2 separate regions of the Zea mays genome follow, and region 2 is linked to region 1. A link is a contact called in public Hi-C data. All regions are on one chromosome and are shown on one strand. The core of a region is the stretch at or near the end of the contact, and the rest is flanking DNA. Distances in the headings are between cores, read along the strand shown. Region 1 overlaps LOC100277163. Region 2 holds the start of LOC100191306.

What was found. A called contact is a pair of places that touch in the nucleus more often than the background predicts.
Region 2: a contact with region 1 is called in a Hi-C map of leaf, with 2.6 times the contacts expected there. The contact joins the promoter of LOC100191306 here to the enhancer-like site in region 1. A contact is called at or near these places in 5 of 25 Hi-C or Micro-C datasets (ear, endosperm and leaf).

What each region holds. Positions count from the first base shown.
Region 1 is chr5:40,624,121-40,629,549 of Zm-B73-REFERENCE-NAM-5.0, forward strand. It overlaps LOC100277163, which reads left to right. Exons shown (of 3, transcript NM_001407176.1): 2 at 1,086-1,208; 3 at 2,210-2,624. The coding sequence ends at 2,364. Among protein-coding and RNA genes, the nearest start is that of LOC100277163, 7.6 kb to the left of the region's middle. Within about 2 kb of position 3,216, at least 17 of the 20 cell types and tissues checked have an H3K27ac peak or open chromatin away from gene starts, as enhancers often do. A contact at or near this core is called in ear and leaf, where this site is marked.
Region 2 is chr5:40,662,532-40,667,926 of Zm-B73-REFERENCE-NAM-5.0, forward strand. It overlaps LOC100191306, which reads left to right and starts at 3,450. Exons shown (of 2, transcript NM_001136740.1): 1 at 3,450-3,968. The coding sequence starts at 3,546.

The DNA of each region.
Region 1 (5,429 bases), core at 1,966-4,465:
GCACCATGCCATTGCTCTTAAGTCTGAACTGACAATAAGGTAAACAAATGCAACATGACCTTAGATCAAGGTTTTGGAGATAGTACTCTATGCACACAATCTAGAAAGAATCAAGAGAGCATGACCTAAGAACCAAATGACAGGGTGGTAAAGTATGATATATTATACATCCTCACTAATTAGATGGCAGCTCATCACCCTTCCCTTGCAATGATAAAAACTTAAACTTTGAATATGGATTGGAACAAACAGAGGCAACGAATCGAAACAAGGTACGATATCAGTAAAACTGCAATTTTCTTTCAAATTGTTTACTGCCACAGGTTATCTCTGTTTTCAGTGGAACTGCAGAGCCTGACACTAAAGTTCAACACTAACCAAGTGCTAAGATGGGCATGTCATCAGATTGGATATAATAGTAATGAGTAGAAGAAGCTTCTAGCTTCAATTGAGCATGTGCGTTGCTGAAAGCTTATAATGGTTGGCACATCTAAACCTACAAAGCCAAGACCAATCCATCAACCATCAAGAAACACCTGCGTGCCTGGCCAACTGACCACCAGCAGGTGCCGAATCAGTGTGAAGCTTAGAATCTACAACAAACATGAACACCATCCCATTGCAAAAACCCTATACGTGAGATCAGATAGAAACAAAAAAGATGCTATGTGCTTATTGGCAAGAAACGTAAGTCGCTACCCAAGGGGATGGCTGCTGCGTCACTGTCACTGCTGACCTTATCTTGTTGCTTCTGTCGGTTGCACCACCACCCCGACACTTCCTATTGCAGCGGCATCGTCATCGTGGGCCATGGGTTTGCTTCCACAGGTCACACATAGGGGTGAGTTCCCGGGCCAGGGTGAGGAAAATTCTGGGATTGGCTAGGTTACAATCCCCATTGGGCTCAACCGTGCACCTCTTCGTGGGCCAGGTTTCTATCCAGGCTGCAGTGACTAAATAGCTATTTTTATGTATAATTTTCATCTAATATTGTGCAGATGGTCTCACATGAATACTGCTCAGCACCTTACTGCTGCAGCATCATCAAACAGTGATCAGCATTGTGGTTTGATAATTTGTTTTAGGAGGAGAATCCACTGTTGAGAACTGCCAGATCCTCCAGACTAGGGTGAACCGTTCCAAATCTGATAAAGCATGGGTAGCGCAAGCAGAGATGCAGGGTTTTTCCTGCGATATTATGTTTACTGGTGAGCGAATAACTTTTTTGTTTCAACCGTGGTCTTGAAATATTGGCTTGCTATTGAGCACGACTAGAAACAACAATAATTTGAGTACTAGCATTAGCATATCTTCTTGGCATTGGCAATAAATTGCATATTAGTTTATAGTTATGTTTTACATTTAAATCTGTCGATGGCAGAGAAATATATGGCATATAGTTTGAACATGGTACTATGGTAGAAGAAAAGATTATAATAGAGGCAGGGTAGAAACATTGAATTCAAATATTTAATATTTGAAAACGTGTTAGCCGTGCTAAATGGTAGTATTTCTGTTTAAGTTCACATGATGCCTTACTTTTTATTTTTCTTTACCTGGAACTACAGAAGCTCCCTTTTTACAGATAAGGGATCTCATTACTGGTTAGGTGATTTAGAGATATTTAAAAGGAAATTGTCAGATATGATATACATATATTACCATCCACAGCTTTGTTTGTTTACCTGGTAGTTAATCTATGTATGTAGTTTTCCAGTTCTGTTTGGGCCTTGTCCTGTCTTCATATTTGTTATCTCATTATAAGGTGCGACTTTGAGAGAGGACAGTGTATGTACCCAAGTTGAATGTCATAATTTAGATTGTTTTTTTTTGTATTTCAGTGCCATTAGTACTTTCTATTCGATTTAGATGTCGATAATTAGGATCTTGTTTATGCTTCATTGTGGCCATAAGCATGCTGATGTATTTCACGGATAGACTGAGCATTGATGTAAGACAGTTTCTATCGAGGAATCTTTTTTTTTTCTTCTAAAGTTTGTGTGCCAGTATCTGCTCCACTGACTGGAACAAATTCATTGGTCCAACAAATTGGATCATTGGACTGATCTCAACTCCTTGTTTAGTTTGTATCGCCAACTGTTATATACCATATTGGGCACTCAATCCGAAGCTTCGATTTATATGTGATGAAGTGTTCTTGTATATGCAGTCTGATTTGTAATTGTATTACTACTCAATCTCTGAACAGATAAGGAGCTAGATATAATTGAGATGGCTGTGTACGGGGACGTCATTCGTCCAGGGAAGCAATGTCGCTGCAGAACAGTAGCCGAGGTGCTCGGGCAGGTGAAGCCAACGAATCGCATGGCTGCATGTGAGTTACCAGACAAAGGTGCCTCTTAAAATGTATAATTCGAATAAATTGGTTTCGACCCTCACCTGTCAGAATACAACCTTTTGTAGCGCAGTTGATTCCATTCAACAGAGGAACTTGAGTTCTTTCTCACAAGTCATAATCTTGGGAAATGGATGCAGTTGATCTGCAGCCTGTGCTCATTCATGATATCTGCTCGTAAACATTCTGTTGATTTTTTTGTTGTTACATATTGATTGATGGCAACGTTATCAATGAATTGGCCCATTCCAATAATTGGGCTTGAAAATAACTACTTCGGGTGGTTCAACTCCCATGGCTGGTTTAGCTTCAGTTGGTTGGACCTGTTTAGTAAGGCCACTGTAAGGATGTGAGCTGCAACAGCCTTTGCCGAGGGGTATAGAAATGAGAAACTGAAGTTTAAATGTTGTGTTGTGATCTGTAGCCTACATGATGTGGTAACTTCGAACTTCTACGCAACCATGATTTCTACCTTAGGAGGCAAATTCCTTAGGAGCTGCTGGAGAAGGTCCTCAATTCCGTATATACCATACCACTAGAAAAGTTGTAATCCTACATGAGTCAGCTTCAAATTTTGCATTCCTAGTGCCACTTCTGTCTATACACCGTGAATGTGCTGTTATGCGCCTTGGCCCGTGGGGGGAAAAAATACAATTTTACCTTTCTCGCTCCTTTGTCCCGTCGACGGTGAACTGACCTGGAAGCAACACTGATGGCTGCTGCTTATGTGTCGGCTTCTGCACCGATTGGATGATTGACACCTCCGCTATCTTTTCCATGGACACGCTGACATGCCTGCCATGGGCTTCTGGGCCTCTCTCTTTTGCGCACCGAGATGATGGGTCGATGGTCATGGACTCATGGAGATAGACCTCTAGGCGCCGTGGCACATGCACAAGTCTTACCACCAGCCTGGCGACGGGCCCTTGAGCACAAAGACGTCTTTGTCTTTGCCTTGCCACATCTCAAGCAAAAAAAGCCGATTCTAAGAATCAACTATTAAAAACCAAAGAAAGAAATCGCAATTTACATGTAAGATAATGACTACAAACAGATTGTGGTTGCCCTATTACAGCAAAAAGTTGCTCCACCCATACGTGTTAGGTTTCACCACCTACACAACCAATAGGGTCTATAAAGTTTGGGTGTCATATTCTTTAGTGACACCGGTATATCATCAATAAAAGTTGGGAGGGCATACTAAGTGTTGATCAATTGTTTTTTATTCCTAGGAAATATAAAAAAATATAAGAAATTAGGAGTTTCTCTTTTTTTTTGCCTAACTCTTCTCCGAAGGTTAGTCAAAAGGAGAAGATGAATAAACGTGACAACAAAGAGATGAAGATAGTGTAAAAATCAAGAAGAGTAGATATATCACTCATCTAGATGTACACACTTCACATATTATTTCATTCCTTGCTTTGTATCCAACAATTACAAGCATACCTTCGGCTTCACACAAACGATAACTCGAAGGTAGTTTTGAAGGCTGAGCTAGACGAAGCTCTAGGCTATCTCCAACGTGAATTTATGCATGGCACTGTTCCCCTATTTATAGGAGAGAGGTACAACTTCGTACAGAATTACAAATATGCCCATAAAGTTTACATATATGATTTACAAGTAATACATGGGCAATATCGTCTTTTCTCCTTCTTTCTTGCTGATCAAGACTTATGGTTCCTCCTCTTCTTTGCTTCGTAGATCAAAGCCATCGATGACTAAGCAGTTGACTTCGACTCACGCCTTTGCAGTATCAATGTCCATGAAAAGCTTCACAATTTCTTTTTTGTAGTTTGTAAGTCGCTCCTGACGAAGGTTTGCTTCGCTGCCTCTTCGGGTTGTACTTGAAACACATTTTTTTTCAATCCAAAGGTGACGTGCTTTGAGGACCTTCAACAAAGTAGGCCCCAACACTAAGTTGTAATCCTCAACATTCAGTGTTCAACCGATTGGGTAATAACCAATCAAGCTCTAGTGGTCCATGTAAAAGTCAAAAAATTATTGTTGCCATCTGTTTGAGCCAAACACTAAATGAACCATACGGCCTGCGTGCGGCGTGCAGGACCTTTGGGTTCTCTTTGCGGGAGCACAGACCGTCCACAATAGATAGCTAGATCGTCCATGACTACACAGAGAGCTCCACTTCTCCTCTGCAGGCGCGTGGACCGTCCACACGTAGGCAACGATCCGTTTGTGATGGCACAAAGAACTTCGAGTGAACCAAGATCTCTCCTCCTAGGAGGGACCCTGTCAGAGAGGAAAGATCTTGGGATTGCTTTTCCGTCGACAGACCATCCAAAGCCCCCTAGACGACAAAGAGTCAAAGAGGCGAAGATTGGAGATTGGAAAACTACAATTAGGGCTAAAACTACTCCTAAGACAAGACTAATGTATAAGGTAAATAAGATAGAGTGTGTGTGTATATATATCTCTAATAATCCTTAAGAGGGTAAGGAGGGCGTACACGCACTCACCACAGCTCTGCCCTCCCTCCCGCCCGCCATTCCCGGGCCACACTCGGCCTGCCCCCGCCCTCCATTCCTGAGCCACTGCCCCCGACACCATGATAGCTGCACCCCCTCTCCCCCAGCATCCACAACGTCATGCCCCCGCCCGGCTTCCCCGCCCAACGACCCCACTCCCCCATCTCCCGCGGCTTAGGCGGGGGAGATCGCCGTGCCACTACCATCGCCTCCATGCCTCAGCGCAATAGCCGTTGTCCCAAAGTCGTCGCTTGAATCCCCCACCCCCGCGGCTTCATCCTCCCCAAAGTCGTCGCTGAATCCTCCTCCCCCGCTCGCCATGGCACACCACAGAGCACCATGCCCTCCCGTGGCCTCCTGTCGCGACGACGTTGTGGCTCCCCTAGCCCATGCCACGCGGGAGGTGGTACTCTGCGGCGCAGGGGCTCCAAGATGGCAAGCACGAGATCCCCAGTGGCCCCAACCAAACTCCAATCAGTGGGAAGAGAAATGGATCGTAGATCTGTGAACTCCGTGCCCCCGCCCTCCACCCACGCGTCCGTTCCCCTGTGCCCGAGATCTCGCATCTGCATCCACCGATTCCGCCA
Region 2 (5,395 bases), core at 2,200-4,699, 39 kb after region 1:
AAGATCAAGTATTGGGTTCAACAAAAGAGCAAAGGGACAACCGAAGGCACCTCTGGTCTGGCGCACCGGACTGTCCGGTGTACACCGGACAGTGTCCGGTGCACCAGAGGACTCCATGCCAAACTCATCATCTTCGGGAAATTCTAGAGGCGCTCCGCTATAATTCACCGGACTGTCCGGTGTACACCGGACAGTGTCCAGTGCTCCAAGGAAGAGCGGCCTCAGGAACTCGCCAGCTTCGGGAATTCGCAACGGCTACTCCGCTATAATTCACCGGACATGTCCGGTGTACACCGGACTGTCCGGTGTGACATCGAAGCAACGGATACTTCGGTGCCAACGACTACCTGCAGCGCATTAAATGCGCGCCAGCGCGCGCAGAAGTCAGGCACGCCCATACTGGCGCACCGGACACTCTACAGTACATGTCCGGTGCGCCACCGGACATCCAGGCGGGCCCAGAAGACAGTGCTCCAACGGTCGAATCCCAACAGCTTTGGTGACGTGGCTGGCGCACCGGACATGTCCGGTGTACACCGGACTGTCCGGTGCACCATACGATAGTCAGCCCCACCAAACGACTAGTTTGGTGGTTGGAGCTATAAATACCCCCAACCACCCACCATTCATTGCATCCAAGTTTTCACACTTCCAACCACTTACAAGAGCTAGGCATTAAATTCTAGACACACTCAAGAGATCAAATCCTCTCCCAAATTCCACACAAAGCTTTAGTGACTAGTGAGAGAGATTTGCTTGTGTTCTTTCGAGCTCTTGCGCTTGGATTGCTTTCTTCTTTCTTGATTCTTCATTGCGATCAAACTCACTTGTAATTGAAGCAAGAGACACCAATCTTGTGGTGGTCTTTGTAGGAACTTTGTGTTCCAAGTGATTGAGAAGAGAAAGCTCACTCGGTCCGAGGGACCGTTTGAGAGAGGGAAAGGGTTCAAAGAGACCCGGTCTTTGTGACCACCTCAACGGGGAGTAGGTTTGCGAGAACCGAACCTCGGTAAAACAAATCCGTGTGTCACACCTCGTATTTGCTTGCGATTTGTTTTGCACCCTCTCTCGCGGACTCGATTATATTTCTAACGCTAACTCGGCTTGTAGTTGTGGTTGATTTGAGAATTTCAGTTTCGCCCTATTCACCCCCCCTCTAGGCGACTTTCACTTTCCCTTCGGCATTCCCCAACCACTCGAAGTTGGATATGTTCTGTTTGATAAGTACTCTTGCACTAAGTCTCTAGTACTGATGTGCCCAGCCACCACTCTAAATTCTACTTCGGCCAATTGGCAAGGGGCCCCCAACTGCATGTTGCACAAGGGTCTGGTCATGCCGAAGTTCAGCTTCAAGGGACTCATCGCCATACTCATGAGTTTTTCCCTTCTCTTCTCATCAGCTTTCATGTAAAACCATTCATTAGTCCACCCGGTTGGCCACTTGGTGTGATAGCCAATAACCGGGGCCTTCGTATCCTTCCGATACGCAAAATTATAACAACCAAAGTTCTTGTGAAGGCCATCTGCTCTAGCTTTCGTCTGGTAATGTAACTCGTGTACCCGGTAGAAAGCTTCGGCATTAGCATCCATCCCTTGGCTTCGGAGAGCCCATATGAAGACGCTAAGTCTAACAATAACATTGGGGGTCAACTGATGAAGGTATATTTCAAAGTTCTTTAGAACCTCCCCTATCATGTCATTTAGGGGGAATCGAAGCCCTGCTCTGAAGAAGCTCTTAAAGACAATAACTTTGTCCTCCCTCGGCTTTGGAGTCATCTCCTCCCCAGCAAATCGAACAAGCTTGCCCTCAGACTCCCCGAAGTAGCCCAGTTTTTTCATCATAGTCATGTCATCTTCTGTTACAGTGGATTTCCAAATTCAAGATGACTGGGCTTCGCCGGGTTCAGAATGCTGTTATCCTCTTTGCTCTCATTATCACTCTCACCCTCAACCACAGTTTGTACAACTTCGGCATTGGAAGCACCTTCGTCAGCAGCTTCCCCTGGCACAATTAGACCTGATCGCTTCATTACTTCTGATATTGGTGTTGTTTCGGTAGCTTCGGCCTCGTCCCCCTCACGACACACCCTAGCGGTGGAACGAACTCTAACCATTTGTGTTTATGCTTCTTCTAAGACGAAGCTAATCACGAGTGACAAAGCGTTTACTCGAAAATGCAATATAGAGAACTTCGACTATGGTTAGATTTTTTTAACAGCACAACAGTGCAATAGCAATGAATGCTGTGGTAACTCCTCACCAACCCGTCTGTTTATATAGTGCTGCAGGGGGAGAAGGTGAACCGCCACGCTGCTCGCACTGGCTGACCGGTGGACCGTCCGACGTCCAGAATATTATAATCGTTTCTCGACAACAAGCTCAGGGAATGTGTTTTTCGGACCTTCGACATTCTGAAACCTTCGTGTTTTCGCGAATCGAGCTCGTTATGAAAAACGATCTAGCACCGCGAAGGGGCTACTGTTGTGAGTCTTCTCCTCCGCCAAAGGTCCTCAGGGCAAAAACACCTTCGACAAGACAATACAAAGGCAGGTGTAACATAAAGATATAATGCATGTTTGGTTTGTGGCTAAATGTGCCATACTTTGCCTAAGGTTAGTCGTCCAAATTGAATAACTAACCTTAGACAGAAAAGTTAGGCAAAGTGTGGTAATTGAGGTAACGAACCAAACATGCCTATAAGCCGAAGATGATGCGAACAAAAGCCGAAGCTACGACTGAAAGAGCTTCGGCTTGGCATTGTGATAAAGGCGAAAGAAGATACCGACTTAAAGAGAAAAAGACTATATAGTTCTTAATAGCTTGTATTATTATTATAATTAGTTAACATGGACATGGATATAATTTTGTCCGGGCTGCGTCCCGTGCCTATAAATAGATGAACAGTACCCCAGTACTGTTCACGATGGTTTCTAATCGCTCTTACGTCATTCTCACATTTTTATCTTATGGCAAGCCGAATGTATCGATGTAAAATAAATAACGTGAATATTTATGAAATGTGAATATAAATGATTTATTGATATATCATCATTATTTATATTCTTTTATATTTCATATACATTCGTTTATATTTGTACTGAGATGATGAAGGTATGTCCTCCATAATCTTCGTTTGGAGATCATTATACCCGAAAGAAGATAATATGTAGAAGGACGAATGTCTTTAATCGTTAACAATTGTGTTGCTTTGTTCTTGATGTATATCATTCGAGAACAAGGATCAACCGTGAGTATTATTGTGAGCCGTCGCAACGCACGAGTAACCGACTAGTAAGACTAAAAATTATTCCAAATAACTTGTTATATTATAAATTACACAATTATTTTAGTTGGAATCCTTGCTTGAGTAGATTCCTGAATAATCGAATGGACCCCAAGTGCATCCGCATTCCACCCGGAACCGCGGTCTCAGCGCTCAGATGGCTCAGATGTCACCCACCCGCAACAAGTGCGTCCTAACCGCCATCTGAGCGCGTTCTTGTCCACCCTAACCTGGTGCCTCTCACGGCCGCATTCGCACCGCGATGAACTACGCCGCAGCCGCCACTAACGCCCCCGCGGCGGCGCCCGCGGCAGCGCCGGCGTCGGGCACAGAACACGCCCACTACCCGTATTACGCTGGCTATTCTTATCCCTACGGCGCCTATCACCAACCTGCCCCGCCCACGTACTCCTCCGCCGTGGCCGCCGCCTCGTCATCCTACTACTACCCCGTCCCTGCCGCCGCGTCGTCCACCGCCGCGCAGTACGACCCCTATTCGGGTTACCAGCACTACAGTCACCCGGAGGGAGGAGGCTCGGCGGGGGCTGGCCTGGTGGGCTGCTACAGCACCGTCGGCGAGGCGTTGCAGCAGGCCGCGGTAGCATCGACGACGCAGGCTGCTCTGGAGGCGACCACAAAGGAGGCGGGGAAGCAATTCGGTTTCGATCCCCAGAGCTACGCTCAGGTTAGGACGCCTCAGGATTCCATTTTGACTCCGAGTTTTATTTATTTATTTATATTTGTCCGCCGTAAATTTAGGTGGAATTACGAGATTTGATCTCTTAAGAATCGAATGCTTGGTAATTCCCTCCCCGGTGATTTGGTGATCTGTTGTTGTTCTATTTGTTTGAAATTAGGGGGAGGTTTGCTAAATGCAATGAACAAATCTTAGGTAGTTTGGTTCCTTAATCTCGTAACATAACCAATCAACAGGGTTTGCCTGATTAACAGTGTCGGAGCTTGATGACAAATGTAGGAGGGGCCAAGCTATGTAAATCTTAGGGCATCACGCTGTTGCATTTACTAAAGAACCATACTTTATTTTGTTTAATAAAATCTCATTGTTATTTGGTGAATTGTTGAACTTCGGAATTATGTCTTCTATGCTAGTTTGAACAAGAAGTAATCTAAAAGAAGTGCGTCACATGTTTAGATTTATTGAGTCTTACATGACCATAGATAGGTTCTAGTCAATTCTCTTTTTTCATGGATAAATACATAGTATATGTGATGCGTTGAGGGGATTATTTCATCTGATTAGCTCTTGAGCAATTGATTAGGTATAAAATTGTATTTTTAAATTTTATTTAAATCTTTTGGATGTAGCTATTTTGTTCCGATCTATTTAGAAGGTAGGGCAGCCCATTGGAGAGAACCATAAAGTAGTTAACTAGGCCTCAGAGCTGTGTGTGGACAGCATCGAAGGCGAGCTCCCATCAGCTGGTCAAGGACTTTCTGCTCCCTAATCTTAATATCATCAATTGAAGATGTCTTACAAATACTATATGAAACTAGGCACTGGCCCGTGAGTTGCTACAGGCACATAATTTTTTGAGCGAAGTAATGTAATGCAAACATCTGGTAAATATATTAAGATGGATACAATTTCATAAAAATAACAGCAAAGAGAAATCATGTCAGTCCTTTATGAGTCCCATGTATAATTAGACATAAGCTTGTGATACCCAATCTGGATCCACTAACTATATAATCCTAATCAAGATCTATTACTAACATAGAACACAATACCATGTTGGACCTGATTTTATGCTACAAGCGTTAAGCACTCCGATACATGGAGTGTTATGGTTGCTAGATCGGTGAGGGATTGGAGCTGCTAGTGGAGGCGGAGTGAACAGTACCCGCCAATGAACAGTAGATGCGTAGAGGGGATTGGAGAGGGGGATCGATGGGCAGAAACGCCACCCGGGGGCCTCTGCCCACGCCCGAGCAAGAGGAGGATTTCTCCCTTCTAATTCTTGCCTACTTTATTTCTCATCCATTGATTACATAAATAGTCCGTCTGGCCGCCCCTATCTAGCTAGAGATCCTTATCTTCTTAAAACTCTCAAAAAACTACTAACTGATAACCTTCCTAGATAATCTCAACTA